Linked DNA regions of Sus scrofa: region 1 is linked to region 2. A link is a contact called in public HiChIP or PLAC-seq data. All regions are on one chromosome and are shown on one strand. Each heading gives the region's core, a stretch centred on a gene start, on an enhancer-like site or on the middle of the called end of the contact. The rest is flanking DNA. Distances are from core to core; before and after follow the strand shown.

Evidence for each region. HiChIP or PLAC-seq counts read pairs in DNA pulled down with a chosen protein or histone mark.
Region 1: an H3K27ac HiChIP or PLAC-seq map of alveolar macrophages shows a contact between it and region 2. The contact joins two enhancer-like sites. A contact is called at or near these places in 1 of 47 Hi-C or Micro-C datasets (epiblast stem cells) and 1 of 2 datasets of contacts at active chromatin or transcription factors (alveolar macrophages).

What each region holds. Positions count from the first base shown.
Region 1 is chr5:79,450,879-79,457,330 of Sscrofa11.1, reverse strand. WASHC4 (WASH complex subunit 4) reads left to right here. Exons shown (of 34, transcript XM_021092625.1): 14 at 1-113; 15 at 4,726-4,852. Among named protein-coding and RNA genes, the nearest start is that of WASHC4, 21 kb to the left of the region's middle. Within about 2 kb of position 2,205, at least 6 of the 83 cell types and tissues checked have an H3K27ac peak or open chromatin away from gene starts, as enhancers often do. A contact at or near this core is called in alveolar macrophages, where this site is marked.
Region 2 is chr5:79,324,702-79,331,284 of Sscrofa11.1, reverse strand. No RefSeq gene overlaps it. Among named protein-coding and RNA genes, the nearest start is that of KANSL2, 22 kb to the right of the region's middle. Within about 2 kb of position 5,259, at least 1 of the 83 cell types and tissues checked has an H3K27ac peak or open chromatin away from gene starts, as enhancers often do. A contact at or near this core is called in alveolar macrophages, where this site is marked.

The DNA of each region.
Region 1 (6,452 bases), core at 956-3,455, 130 kb before region 2:
TTCTTGATCCAGAAAATACCAGCAGCTGCCAAAATGTTAGACAAAAAAAGTCTTCAAGCCATTAAAGCATACAGAGATACTTTCCTACAGCAGAAAGCTCAATCTCTTACCAAGTAGGTTTTTAAAATACTCATGGTGAAAATATTTAGATGTTTTATATTTTCAAATCTTATTCTGGTTTTAAATATAAAGCATTTGAATTATAAGATCAAACATAATTACTCATTACCAGCAAACTGATTGGGCAGTCTCTAAGAGATTTATATTCTTGAAGTGTTTTTTTTGTTTTAAATATTTTAGATTTAAACTCAAAGATGTAGGCAAATATACACATACACATATTTTTTTAGAATAAATACTTATTTTTAGTTTCTCTTACTATATAAAATTTCAGATATGCCCAAAATAGAGAAAATAGTATGAGCCCCCGTGTTCTCATCTAGCCTAAACAGTTGAATTTATTGTACATTTTCACTTGAGTATACTGCTAAAATCACATGTTGTCCTGGGTGATGATTTTCAGCGAAGCAACATAGGACTCTGCCGCTGGCCCAGTGTTGGACACAGATTATATCTGTAATGTGGTGAAAGGGTAATAGGGATACTTATCCCTTTCTGTTCATCTTGACTATTGAAGGGAAGTTGGGTGACTCCTGTACAGTGGGGAAAGGAGGAGTATGTCTGGAATAGAGGAGATCCCCTAAAGCATCTCTTAGTACTCCCAAGGCCTATGATTAAAGTCAGTGGAAAATGACAGTTCAGTTCAGGCAGGATTGCTCATGGTAGGGATTTCAGGGCTTTCCGGTACATTCTAAAAATTGAGGAGGGTTGAAGACCCAAGTTTGGACTTAGATTAAAGAGGTGAATTTAGTAAGATGGATAGAAATCAGGTTTAATAGTAATTTTAAAAAGATGGGGATATTGTAGTTATCAGAGACTTAATATTCTTTAACAGTGTGATATAGTTGCTAAAAAATGTCAGTATAAATGTAGACTACATTAATAACTAGTAGTTACAATACCTAGCCTAGGAGAGTTGGTAGTTGCATTGAATTCTTACTGGTCAGATTATAATTAGTGTCCAATAGTGCCACATTTTAAGAGGGCTGCAAACTGCAGCATCTCTAGATGAAGCTTATCAGTTAGATTTGAGAACCGTGACCTTTGAACACTCATTGAAAAGTCTCTGTGTAGTTTGGCCTTTAAAAGAGAAATTTGAAGAATGGTGTGTTAGATTTCTTTAAATATTTGAAGGGCATTCGTGCTGAAGAGGGAACAGACTCCAGAATGTTTGAACTAGAACCAAAAGATGAAGGTGACAGAAATTATTAATTACCAATATTATCAAGTTTGTAACTATGTAGCAGGCATCATGCTAAAGGCTTTAAATATGTTGTCTTAGTAAACCCTATTCTCATGTGGAAAATAATAAAGTCACAACTAATATTTCTCCTAGGCTTTCTAGAAACCAATAACTATTCCAGGAACTTCATATGTATCATCTTTTTTTAGTCATTAGGAGATCTCGAGGTATATACTGTTGGTATGTCCAATTTATAGATGAGAAAATTGAAATAAGAGATTAAACTTGCTCAAATCAAAACAACTAATATTTGGCAGAGCTGGGCAGTCTAGCTCTGGAGCACAAGCTCTTAACACTTCTCTATAGTACTGTTTTTATCCCCTTTTCAGATAAAGAAAATGAGGCTTGGAGAAATGAACTTTTCCAGGTCACACAGCTAGGTACGTGTCAGAGAGGGCATGCAAACCTGTGCCCATCCTACTCCAGTCTTTGCATCAGAGTTGTGTAGGCCACCCTGAGAGAGAAGGTGCCCTTTCATGAGAGCTGCATAGGCAGAATAGAGATCACCATCAGTCCAAGGTGCTGTAGGAAGTGAGTCTTACTAAGTAGAAGATTGAATAAGCTGACTTTCAAAGACCTCCCCCCCTTTCGCCAGTATGGCAACATTTTAATGTTTCTGACTTTTGATTTTAAAAAATATACAGTCACTATAGAGCTCCTCTGACCTAAGGGGAGTAGTGTCTTTTTTCATTCTCCTTGTAATTCTACCAAAGAAACCTAAAATTCGTAACACTAAAGTGAAACTCAGGAGAGAAGAGAAGGTACAGTCAGCATGAGCTTTGTTTGGCAGTTTAGCACAAGTTGAGGGAGTGACTCAGAGCTGGCCCAGTCAGGCTCCAGGGTTCATTATGTAGGAAGAGGAAGTGGTGGGGGATAGTTTTCCTGTCCCCACACTATGCATTAGACCTCAACTGCCCTAGCCATCGCCTTGACCAGAGTCAAGACTTGTGGGTTGCTGCATTTTGCTTTTCATTCACAGCCATTTTGATGCTGGGAATACTACCCTTAGAGGGTAGAGGTATGAATCTTTGTTGGCAACTGAAGGGTTGAGCGCTTTATATTGGTACAGAAGATGTGGGTTTATTTGGGGGGGGTTTCTCCTTTTACTTTGAAATGAAGCTGACAATGTGACAGGACCCTTTTTTGACTCCTTTGTCAACTTGGTTTTTTAAAACTTGAAGCAATTTCATTTTTAAATATTTACAAGAGACAAAGATTATCTGGTGTCTGGGTGTGGGAATGACAGGCACAGTGACAGATGAACCTCTTCTTTATCCTGCATTGTCTGATCTAAAACTGAGTGATTCTTGACTGCCTTTCCCTGAGGCTCTTAATTTTTTGAAAGCTTGATACTATTTCAGCTGAAAAAATGGCGAGACTATTCAAAAACAACTTTGAGGGGAGCTGTTTAAGAAATTGAAAAGTAACCTTGGAGTTGCTGTTGTGGCTCAGTGGGATAAGAACCTGACATAGTGTTCATGAGGATGTGAGTTTGATCCTTGGCCTTGCTCAGTGGTTATGGTTCCATTGTTGCCACAGGCTGCAGTCTGGCTTACAGACGCAGGTTGGGTCCTGTGTTGCTGTGGCTGTTGTGGTGTAGGTGGCAGCTGCAGCTCCGACCCCCTAGCTGGGGATTTCCATATCCCCACAGGTGCGACCATAAAAAGAAAAAAAAAGGTCATCACAAACAACATTGTCCTTCTTCGTAATTTGACTGACTTCATCGCCGTCAGTTTGATTGCTATTCCAATCTGGCCTTCTTCCTTCTGTCCTTGCTCAGAATGTTTTGTTCCCCACAATGTTTTGTGCATTGTATCCCCGCTTGAGTTCTGATCATAGCCTCTTCCTTAAAGTAAAGGCATTGCCTTACGATTCTCCTCTATCTCTGTGTTCCAGACTTTTAAATCAAGCCATCCACAAGTCAGTACATTTTTAGGGTCGTTCGAGGCAAAATTAAAAGTATAAATATTGGTATCTTTTGTCTAATGGAATCCTGGCTCAGCAGAGATCGTTTTTCTCAGATCCGATGCTGAGGTTTCACCTCCTTAAAACACATTGAATTAATTAAGTAAAATTAAACTTAGTTTATTTTTAAAATAAAAGAAATACAGTTTAAACAGCCTGTGGACTAAAAGTTCTTCATCTTGAGTGATTTAAAATGCATTTTAGAGTGATTTAGTGTTTATAATCAGCTGCATAGTAGAATTACATTATCGATTTAGTCTTTCCAGCATGGAAAAGCTTTCTAGATTTGGGCTTAAATCCTGGCTCAGCTGAGTTCTAGCTATATGATCTTGGGCACATCACTTAGCTTCTCTGTCAGTTTCCCCTTCTGTAAAATGGAGATCATAATACTTACCCAATAAGGCTAATGTAAGGATTAAGTGAGTTAATTTGTGTAAAGTGCTTGTAACAGTGGCTGGGCATATGGTAAGCATTCAATAAATGTTAGGTTTTATATTGATTCTAAGCAATTCCACTCTTCAATTCCTGTTCAAGCTGTTACCCCTTTCTTTTGCATTATCACAGGAGCTCCTAAATGGTTTTCCTGCTTTTACCATTATCCCCTTTATAGTTTGTTTCCAACGTATCAGCCGAAGTGATAGTGATCCTCTTCAGAGTTAGGAGTAGATCACTGCCCAGATCTTCTAGTGGCTTTCCATTGAAGTCCTTACTCCCTGCCAGGCCTTACACTTAACCTCTGTCCACTCCCCACTTTCCCTGTTCTCCCAATCCTCCCACCCCTGTAACTCTCTAGTCTCCTTTTTTGTTTTCATCCCTGCTCTCTGCTCCAGTCATACAGGCTTCTTTGTTGACTTGAACATGCCAGACACTCTTGCTGTTTTGGGAGGATTGTATTTGTTACTTACTTTCCTAAAATTCTCATCTATTACATCTTTGCATGGATTACTTACTTCTTCATATCTTGGCTCAAAATCACCTTTTCAATAAGCCTGCTTTGATCACTGCGTTTAAAATTGTACCTGCTACCTGAGTCACTCTCTTTTTTCCCTGATGTATTTTTTCCATAGCACATATCTGACATCTTACAGATTTCAACTGTTGATTTATTATACAACTCTCCTTTCTGGAATGTAAGCTGCAGGGGGCAAAGATTTTTGTCTCTTTTGTTTACTGCTCATTTTTGGTTTTGATAGTAAGAAACAATGCCTGGCCTGTGTAGATATTCAGTAAATATTTGTTGCATAAGTACATTGTGTATGTACATATGATCATGTGTATTTTGAAAACCAGAAAGATGTAATGGCTGCTGCAAGGAAATATTTATCCCAACCAGTATGAAGACATGGAAGTGAATTTTCTTTCCAATGCTGAGTAACTCCAATATTTTCCTTTGTTAGAGATGTACAGTCTTACTACGTCTTTGTGAGCTCATGGATGATGAAAATGGAATCTATTTTATCTAAAGAGCAGAGAATGGATAAATTTGCTGAAGACCTCACCAATAGATGTAATGTTTTTATACAGGTAGTTGCATCTTCTTACTCAGAGTATTTGGGGGGTCATATCTTTGTTAATCCTGTGTACAGAAGGTACGTTTTGAAAAAAATGTAAAGGATAGGATATATTTTTCTTTTTAAAACTGATATTGATTTGGTTATGTGTGTTTGGATCTGTGTGACTTATTTAGATTTTCTAATATATATATATATATATATATTTATTTATTTAAATGTTTACACACCCTTCAAAGCATAACTTTTTTTTTTTTTTGCTGTATCCCATAATTTTTGATGTGTTGTATTTTTCCTGTCCTTTGCTTCAAAATTTAAAAACTTTAATTGTGATTTCTACTTTGCTCGGTGGGTTATTTTGAAAGGTAATTCTTAATTTCTAAATGCATGAGGATTTCCTGGTTATCTTTTTATTATTGATTTCTAGTGGTACTAAAATACAGTATTTTGAAATTTGTTCAAGTTCACATTATGTCCCAGCCTATGACCACTTAGGCAAATATTTTATGCACACTTAAAAAGAATATAATTTGCTTTTGTTGGTTCTAGTTTTCTGTATATGCCAAGTAGGGTCAGGTTTGTTAATGATTTTGTCTGCATATTCTGTCAGTTACTGAGAAAGTTGGGTTAGAATCTCCCATTATTACTGTGTTTTCCTCTGTACTTTGTAGCTTTGTCAGCTTTTGTTGTATATATTTTGAGACTGAATAAGTGCCTAACATTTAGGATTGTTCTTAGTGATGAGTCAAACCTTTTGTCATAATAACATGTCACTTTTTATTTCTACTAATGCTTTTTGGCATAGGTCTCTTTCTTATGTGACAGTAACATAGCTGTACCAGTTTTTTTTTTTTTTAATTAGGGTCTACATGGTACATCTATTTTGATTCTTTTACTTGCAGCCTGTCTCACTCCTTTATTTAATGTGTTTCTTCTGTAAGCAGCATATATTTCTCCTCAATCTGATAATCTTTATTTTTTATTAAATGTTTTCTGTTTATGTTCATACTGATATTCATGTTTAAAATTAGTAACTGACTAGTTGCTTTCTATTTGTCTCATTTATTCTGTGCCCCTATTCTCTTCCTTTCTTCCTCTCTTTACAAATTATATTTTTATTTTTGCCTTCTATTAGTTTGTTAGTGCAACATTTTACTATTTTTTAGTGGTTATTGTAGAAATTTTAAGATTCATTATTTAACATTCAACTCCAGCATAAATTAGTAGTTTTACCACTTTCAGATCCTTTCAGACAGTATAAGGATCTTAAACCACTTAAATTCTGTTTTTCCCCCCTCACCTGTGTTGCTGTTGTGTTTTTTGATTCTGTAAACCTCACAAGGCATTATTGCTGTTGTTTTTAATAGTTAATACTGTCATTTAGATTTACCCATATATTTACCCATTCTCTTGCTTTTTATCCTTCCTGTGTCTCTTCTATTTTTCTGCTTGTGAAGTACCTGTTAGTATTTCATTTAAAAGGTCTTTCTGTTGATGAATTATCACAATTATTTTTTCTCCCTAGCTTTTAAAGATACCAGTTTATTGTCTTCTGGTTTCCTCTGTTTTTGCTGAGAAAGCAGCTGTTGGTTTTGTTGCTTTTTAACGTACGG
Region 2 (6,583 bases), core at 4,010-6,509:
TACAAAGATATTGATATTTTACAGGTTAAAAAATTTTTTTTCCTATTTTGTTGACAGGCTGAGAAAGGCCCTGTTGCATTTAAAGTTCTTTTTGTATTAAAGAAAGGACTGGAACCATTCAAATGGTCCTTAAAGATCAGCGTGAGAATTTGGATTTTTAAGCCAATCAGTCTCCCAATCAACATTATTGAAGATCCACTTTGCAAGAGTACAAATTGAAAGGAGGCGGGAGTTCCTGTTGTGGCTCAGCAGTTAACAAACCTGACTAGCATCCATGAGGACGCAGGTTCAATCCCTGGCCTCACTCAGTGGGTTAAGGATCTGGCATTGCTGTGAGCTGTGGTGTAAGTCAGATGAGGCTCAGAATCAGTGTTGCTGTGGCTGTGGCATAGGCCAGCAGCTGTGGCTTCGATTCAACCCCTAGTCCGGGAACCTCCATATGCCATGGGTGTGGCCCTAAAGAAAAAAATAATAATAAAAAAAAAGAAGAAGAAAAGAAAAAGAAAGGAGGCAAAATATTCAATAAAAATAGATGGTTTTTGAGTTTTCAAGATGACTTTCTAACAATTGTTCTTAAGAAAAAAAATTACAGGAGCTGCTGGGTATTTTTAAAAGATGGATCAAGATTTGCTTTCTGGCTTGATGTAAAAGCAGTTTGAACCAGAACCAAAAAATGTAACTGGTTCACTTTACATCGTCTCTTATCTTCTGCTTCTATGGGCTGACTACAGGTAAGAACATCTTGGAAAGTTACCACTTCAAAGCGTCTCCTTTCTGCATTCATTAGTATTATCACTGTGTTCATAAGTTGCTTTCTTTCAAGCCTGGAATCAGTGTTGATGTTTTTTTTGCATGCTAATGTCTGTTAACTTAGATTTCATTTTTTGGTTTCTCATAATAAATTTTAGCCTTTCTTAATTTCAACCTTTTTACTTAGCCGTCCAATTACTCAAACTATGTATTACATATAATACCCAAGATCTCATACCCTATTTTGTTCAGAAAAATGACCAGAAAACCCAAAATTTAATGTCTTCTACTTTAAACTCATTTAAGTCCTACTGAAGTGGGACTGAAATTTCTTAATTGCTTCTGTGTTTGGCATAGATTTTATTTTTCATCCCTGTCTGTTTGGTACCAAACATCATGGATTTTCTTTTATATCAAACACCTCTCTATCTGGGTGCAAAACTGGAAAAAAAGAAAAAACTTTATCTTTTTTTTTGATGGTCATATGATAAATGCTTCTGGTGCCTCAGGACCAAGGAATAGGAAATTCATAGCAAATAGCCAGCAGTAATACCTCTAAAGTGTGTGAAATTGATTGGGAGAAATTTTTATACTCTTAACAAAACTTTTTCCTTACCTCCTTTATGTTTTCTAGTCATGTTTGGGTTCCCAATATAGATGTTTAAGATTTAAAAACCTTTCTTTGTTCATTGTATTTGCTTTTATATTTGCTTTCATTACCATCACTGAAACACATCGTTCATGCAATTTTTCCTGCAATAGATAGAATTTGAACAACATTTAGGCATAAATAAGCCTCTGTGGGTTGTTCTGGGAGTGCCACCCTTTAGAAATTTTTCTATGAGAAAACATACTCTAATTCTAAAAGAAAAAAACAATAGAATACAATCATTTTGTGCTTTGGACATGGCTGATCTGTACCAGGTTAAAAGCATGGATTGGAAGTATGGAAGTAGGGTTGATTGAAATCTAAATGGTGGCTCTGCTTCCACCCAGGTTTGTCATTTTGAGCAAGTTTCTAAAGCAAGTTTCTACTTCCTCTTTTCTGACAGGGGGGAAATAATGGTGCCTCCCGCAGAGGGTTTCTGTAAGATACGAGTGATATACTGTATGTAAACCACACTGTAAAAACTCAACAAAGATGTCCCTAGATCCCAGACTACACAAGTTGGGGACTAGAAAGATCAGGGATCAGGCCCCAAGTCCTTTCTACAAGAAACCCAGTGATTTATTACAGAGATATTTTTATTCCTAGCGAGGATTACTTGTACAGCCCTGGAAAGTTTCACAATCTTTTGTGTCTGTGTTTTCTTCTTTAGGATAGATGTAAGTAATAATAAAACCTGCCTCTCCTTTTTGTTTCCTCCAGTTTTATTGAGATATAGTTGACCTGCAACATTGTGTAAGTTGGCATGTAACATTGTGTAACATTATTGTAAGTTTAAGGTATAAGATATGATCGTTTGATACATGAATATATTGTAAAATGATGAACACGCTAAGGTTAGTTAACACTTCCATAACCACACAAAATTACCTTTTGTGTGTGATGATGATTACATTTAAGATCTACTCTTAGCAACTTTCAAGTATATAATAGTTTTTTTTTGTCTTTTGTCTTTTTGAGGGCCACACCTGTGACATATGGAGGTTCCCATGCTAGGGGTCAAATCAGAGCTGTAGCCACTGGCCTATGCCGTGGTGACAGCAACGTCAGACCCAAGCCAAGTCTGCAGCCTACATCAGAGCTCAGGGCAACACCGGATCCTTAACCCACTGTGCGAGGCCTGAGTCGTCATGGATGCTAGTCAGATTCCACTGAGCCAGGACAGGAACTCCTATTTTTAGACATTTTAATAATGGCTATTCGGACTGGTGTGTAGTGATACTTGGTTGTAGTTTTGATTTGCATTTCTCTAATAATAGTGATACTGAGCATCGTTTCATGTGCTTGTGGGCCATCTGTATGTCTTCTTCGGAGAAACGTCTATTTAGGTCTTCTGCTATTTTTTGTTTGGGTTGCTTGTATTTTAGATATTGTGCTTTACGAGCTGTCTGCGTATTTCGGAAATTGATCCCTTGTCAGTAGCTTCATTTACAAATAATTTCTCCCAGTCCATAGGCTGCCTTTTTGTTTTGTTTGTAGTTTCCTTTGCTGTGCAAAAGCTTTAAAGTTTAATTAAGCCCCATTTGTTTATTTTTGTTTTTATTTCCATTACTCTAGGAGATAGACTCAAAAAAATATTGCTGCAATTTGTGTCAAAGAGTATTCTGCCTATGTTTTCCCCTGGAGTTTTATAGTCTCTGGTTTTACCTTTAGGTCTTTAATTCATTCTCTCTAAACAATAATAAATTTTTTAGCAAAACCTTTTTTTTATCACTTGCTATCTTTGCATTATTACATGACTGTTTCAGGCTTGTATCTCTTTTACCCTCTAATTCCAGGGGAGAAGGTGGATTTTATTCTCTTAGAATACCCTTCACTGCTTAGCACATCACTCTGCAGATAATATATATGCAATGAGCATTTGCTTAATGAGTGAATAAATTGAGAAATTAGTGACTGCTAAAAGCTTAATAATTTTGAAGATGTCTATAAACTTTCTTTTCAATTTATGGTGGACTATGTTATAATTTGTTTAATAATAATCTATAAGTAGGCATTTTATATTTAGGCATATTCGTGTTTTAAAAACATGAATGACAAAAAGGCAGGACAAACTTGGACTAGGGAGAAAGTTAAAAGTGTGAAAATGTGAAGAATATTTGGAAACAAGGAAGGTGGAAAAAATGAAAAGGAAATTTTTTAGAGAAACTGATGATGAGCAGACATGGCACTTAAATGATGGTGAAGGGGCAAACTGGGTTCTGAGACTCAATTTCCAATGTGTGGGTGGTTGTCTCCCATACACAATGAGGAATTCTCCAGACTCCAGCTGGTTTTAACACTATTTACCTGAGGATAGCATCAGATCAGGTTAAGGGTTTAGTTCTACAAGGCTGCCCAAGTCTCCTACACCTTCTGATGTCAGTCACAAGTCTAGGTCATCACCTATACTTCTGACTGCCTGCCTCTAAGTCTGAGGTTTCCACGACTACCTCCTCAAGTTTGACTATTTTGCTAGAGAGACTCACAGAACTCAGAAAAAGCATGTTACCTTTGGATCACTGGCGTACTGCAAAAGGATATAATTCAGGAACAGCCAGATAGAAGAGATGCACGGGACAAGGAATGCATGGAGGTTACCTCTTTCCAGGCATACCCCTCCCCCAGCACCTCCACCCTGGAAGCTCTCCAAACCCCATTCTTTGGGGTTTTATGAAGGCTTCATTACAAGGGTATGGTTGATTAAATCATTGGTCTTTTGTTATTGATTTAACCTCAAGCCCCTCTCCCACCCTTGGAGATGGTAGGGTAGGCCTGAAAATTCCCAACCTCTAATTACATGGTAGTCTCCCTTGGCAACCCCAAAGTCACCTCTTTTATGTAACAAAAGACATCTTTATCACTTTCAGCTCTCAGGAAGTTCCAAGGGTTTTGGGAGCTGTGAGTGAGAAATCATAGGCGTTCCCGTTGTGGCTCGTGATTAATGAATCCGACCAGGGACCATGAGGTTGCGGGTTTGATCCCTGGCCTTGCTCAGTGGGTGGGTTAAGGATCTGGCCTTGCCCTGAGCTGTGGTGTAGGTTGCTGAGTTGCTGTGGCTCTGGCGTAGGCTGGCATCTACAGCTCTGATTCGACCCCTAGCCTGGGAACCTCCATATGTATGCCACAGGAGTGGCCCAATAAATGGCAAAAAGACAAAAAATAATAATAATAAAGAAATCATAGAAGGCCAAATATTTATGAGAAATATATTTTGGTCATCTGAATGATCAAATATATATTTTATAAATCACTATATTGCAAGGTGTCATGTTGGCTTGCTAAGATGTACATGTTATTGAATTCCATAAGTAACAGAAAACTCCATTTGGTAGCTTAAACATTTAAGTTTGTCTCATGTCTAGGAGGAGGCTGTGTAGAACAGATATGGTGGCTCCAACTTGTCTCCAATGGTTCCCATATGAGGAGCATCAAAATCACTTGGGCACTAGCTAAAAGTCAGATTTCTGGGCCCATACCCAACTTACTGAATCAAAATTTCTAGGTATGGCCACAGGGAATCTCAGTGTTGAACTGGTATCATCTGTTGTTCTGATGGAGAGTGTTGACCTAAGATAAACAGACTGCCAATTACTTCTCCAGCAAAAATGGGTTGGGGAGGCATCAGCAAAGAGCTGCAATCCAGACCCACAGCCATGACGAGCCATATACAAGTCTATAGCAAGAAAAGAATTCTTCTAAAGAGGGGAAAAGAAAATTGGGAGTGCTATAAAACAAGAAATCCATTGGAGGAATTGAGAGTTGGAAGTATAGTGTCTTTTCATTGCCTGAAATGTGACAGTGGCTCATTGGCTGAGCTCTTTCCAGGCTAGAAGAGAAAGTGTTTGTACTTCCCGCTGGGCCCTACTAAGTGATAGGGCATGAGAGCTCCCTCTTCTGGTCTCTTGGCTCTATTTTAATTGAGGTTTCTGTTTATTAAATTTTATAAGGGCTTGAGTTGAGAATCATTTGTATCTTTCTAAATTCCTACCTGCAGGTACTTCTGTCCTGAGATTTCTTCTACACATATGTAAAGTTGCTTTGTTCTCTAAATGGCTAATGGCAGAGTGTTAGGGCAAGACTTATCAAAGAGGATAAAGGGAAAAAAAATGTGTTAAAGCTAGTGTCTCGAAGCTAGTGTCTCAAAGTGTCTTATCCAAGAAGGATAAGATTCTTGCTCGTTGACTGGTGGCAGTGGAATTTAACCATTGAGAAATTCTAAAGAATATTCTCTTTGGTGCAGGGGACCTGCCCTAGGCTTCTTTGTAGTGCCTGGCCCTACAACCAGGCTTGTGTGGCGTTCCCATGACTTTGTGACTGATTGTTATGTCTTCCCATGTGGACTATGGCCTGGCCAGAGACCCTGCCGCACTCCCTACCGTGGGGCAGGCAGGACTGTTACTATCCTCCTAGAATGGGGGAGCCTTCCTCATTGCCCTGCCCATACTCCTTCTCCAATAAAGACCTAAGCCCCCTGCGACAGCTCACTATATGCTGTTGCTGGGATGTTTGTACTAAAATAACAGAAAAGAAGAAAAGTAAAGAATATTTTCTTTGGGGTTGACTCAGCCTATTTCATTAGGACCTATCAAAATGATAAATGATTATAGTACTTATAATAACACTCAATATGTTGACCACGGACACATTTTTCAGGAGGATCTAAGGTAGTAGAAATTTTAGCTTGATTTATGGGTCTTTTCATTAACGGAAGAGAGACAAAATAGTTTATATATGGGAGGTAGGAGATGGTGGATAGGAATTTAGTTTCCCTGTAAAAGCAGATTTAAGGCTTTTTTTCTCCTTGGGCTAAAATGTTTCCACCTCCGAATTTCAATATGAGTTGCTTGTTTATTCCTCCATCCTGAGTTCTCCTTTATTACTTTCTGTGTACATAAGTGCTAGCAGGTGTCAGTATTGCTTTGAGGCCTGGAGCTTACAGACTAATTAGAAGAACTTGCATATTGAGAGAAACTGTAATTCCTTTAATAGAGAAATTATGCTAATGGACATTTTTATCTCATTTGCCTGGTACAATGGTCCCTGAAACTGAAGCCTGATGATCAGAATGCCCTGGGAAGCTCTTAATGCATTTTCCACTGTTGATTAATTAATTTCAATGATAAAAGTAGTATTTACTTTGGGGTAAAATAATTCAAATCATGCAAAAGGGTAAAAAATGGAAAG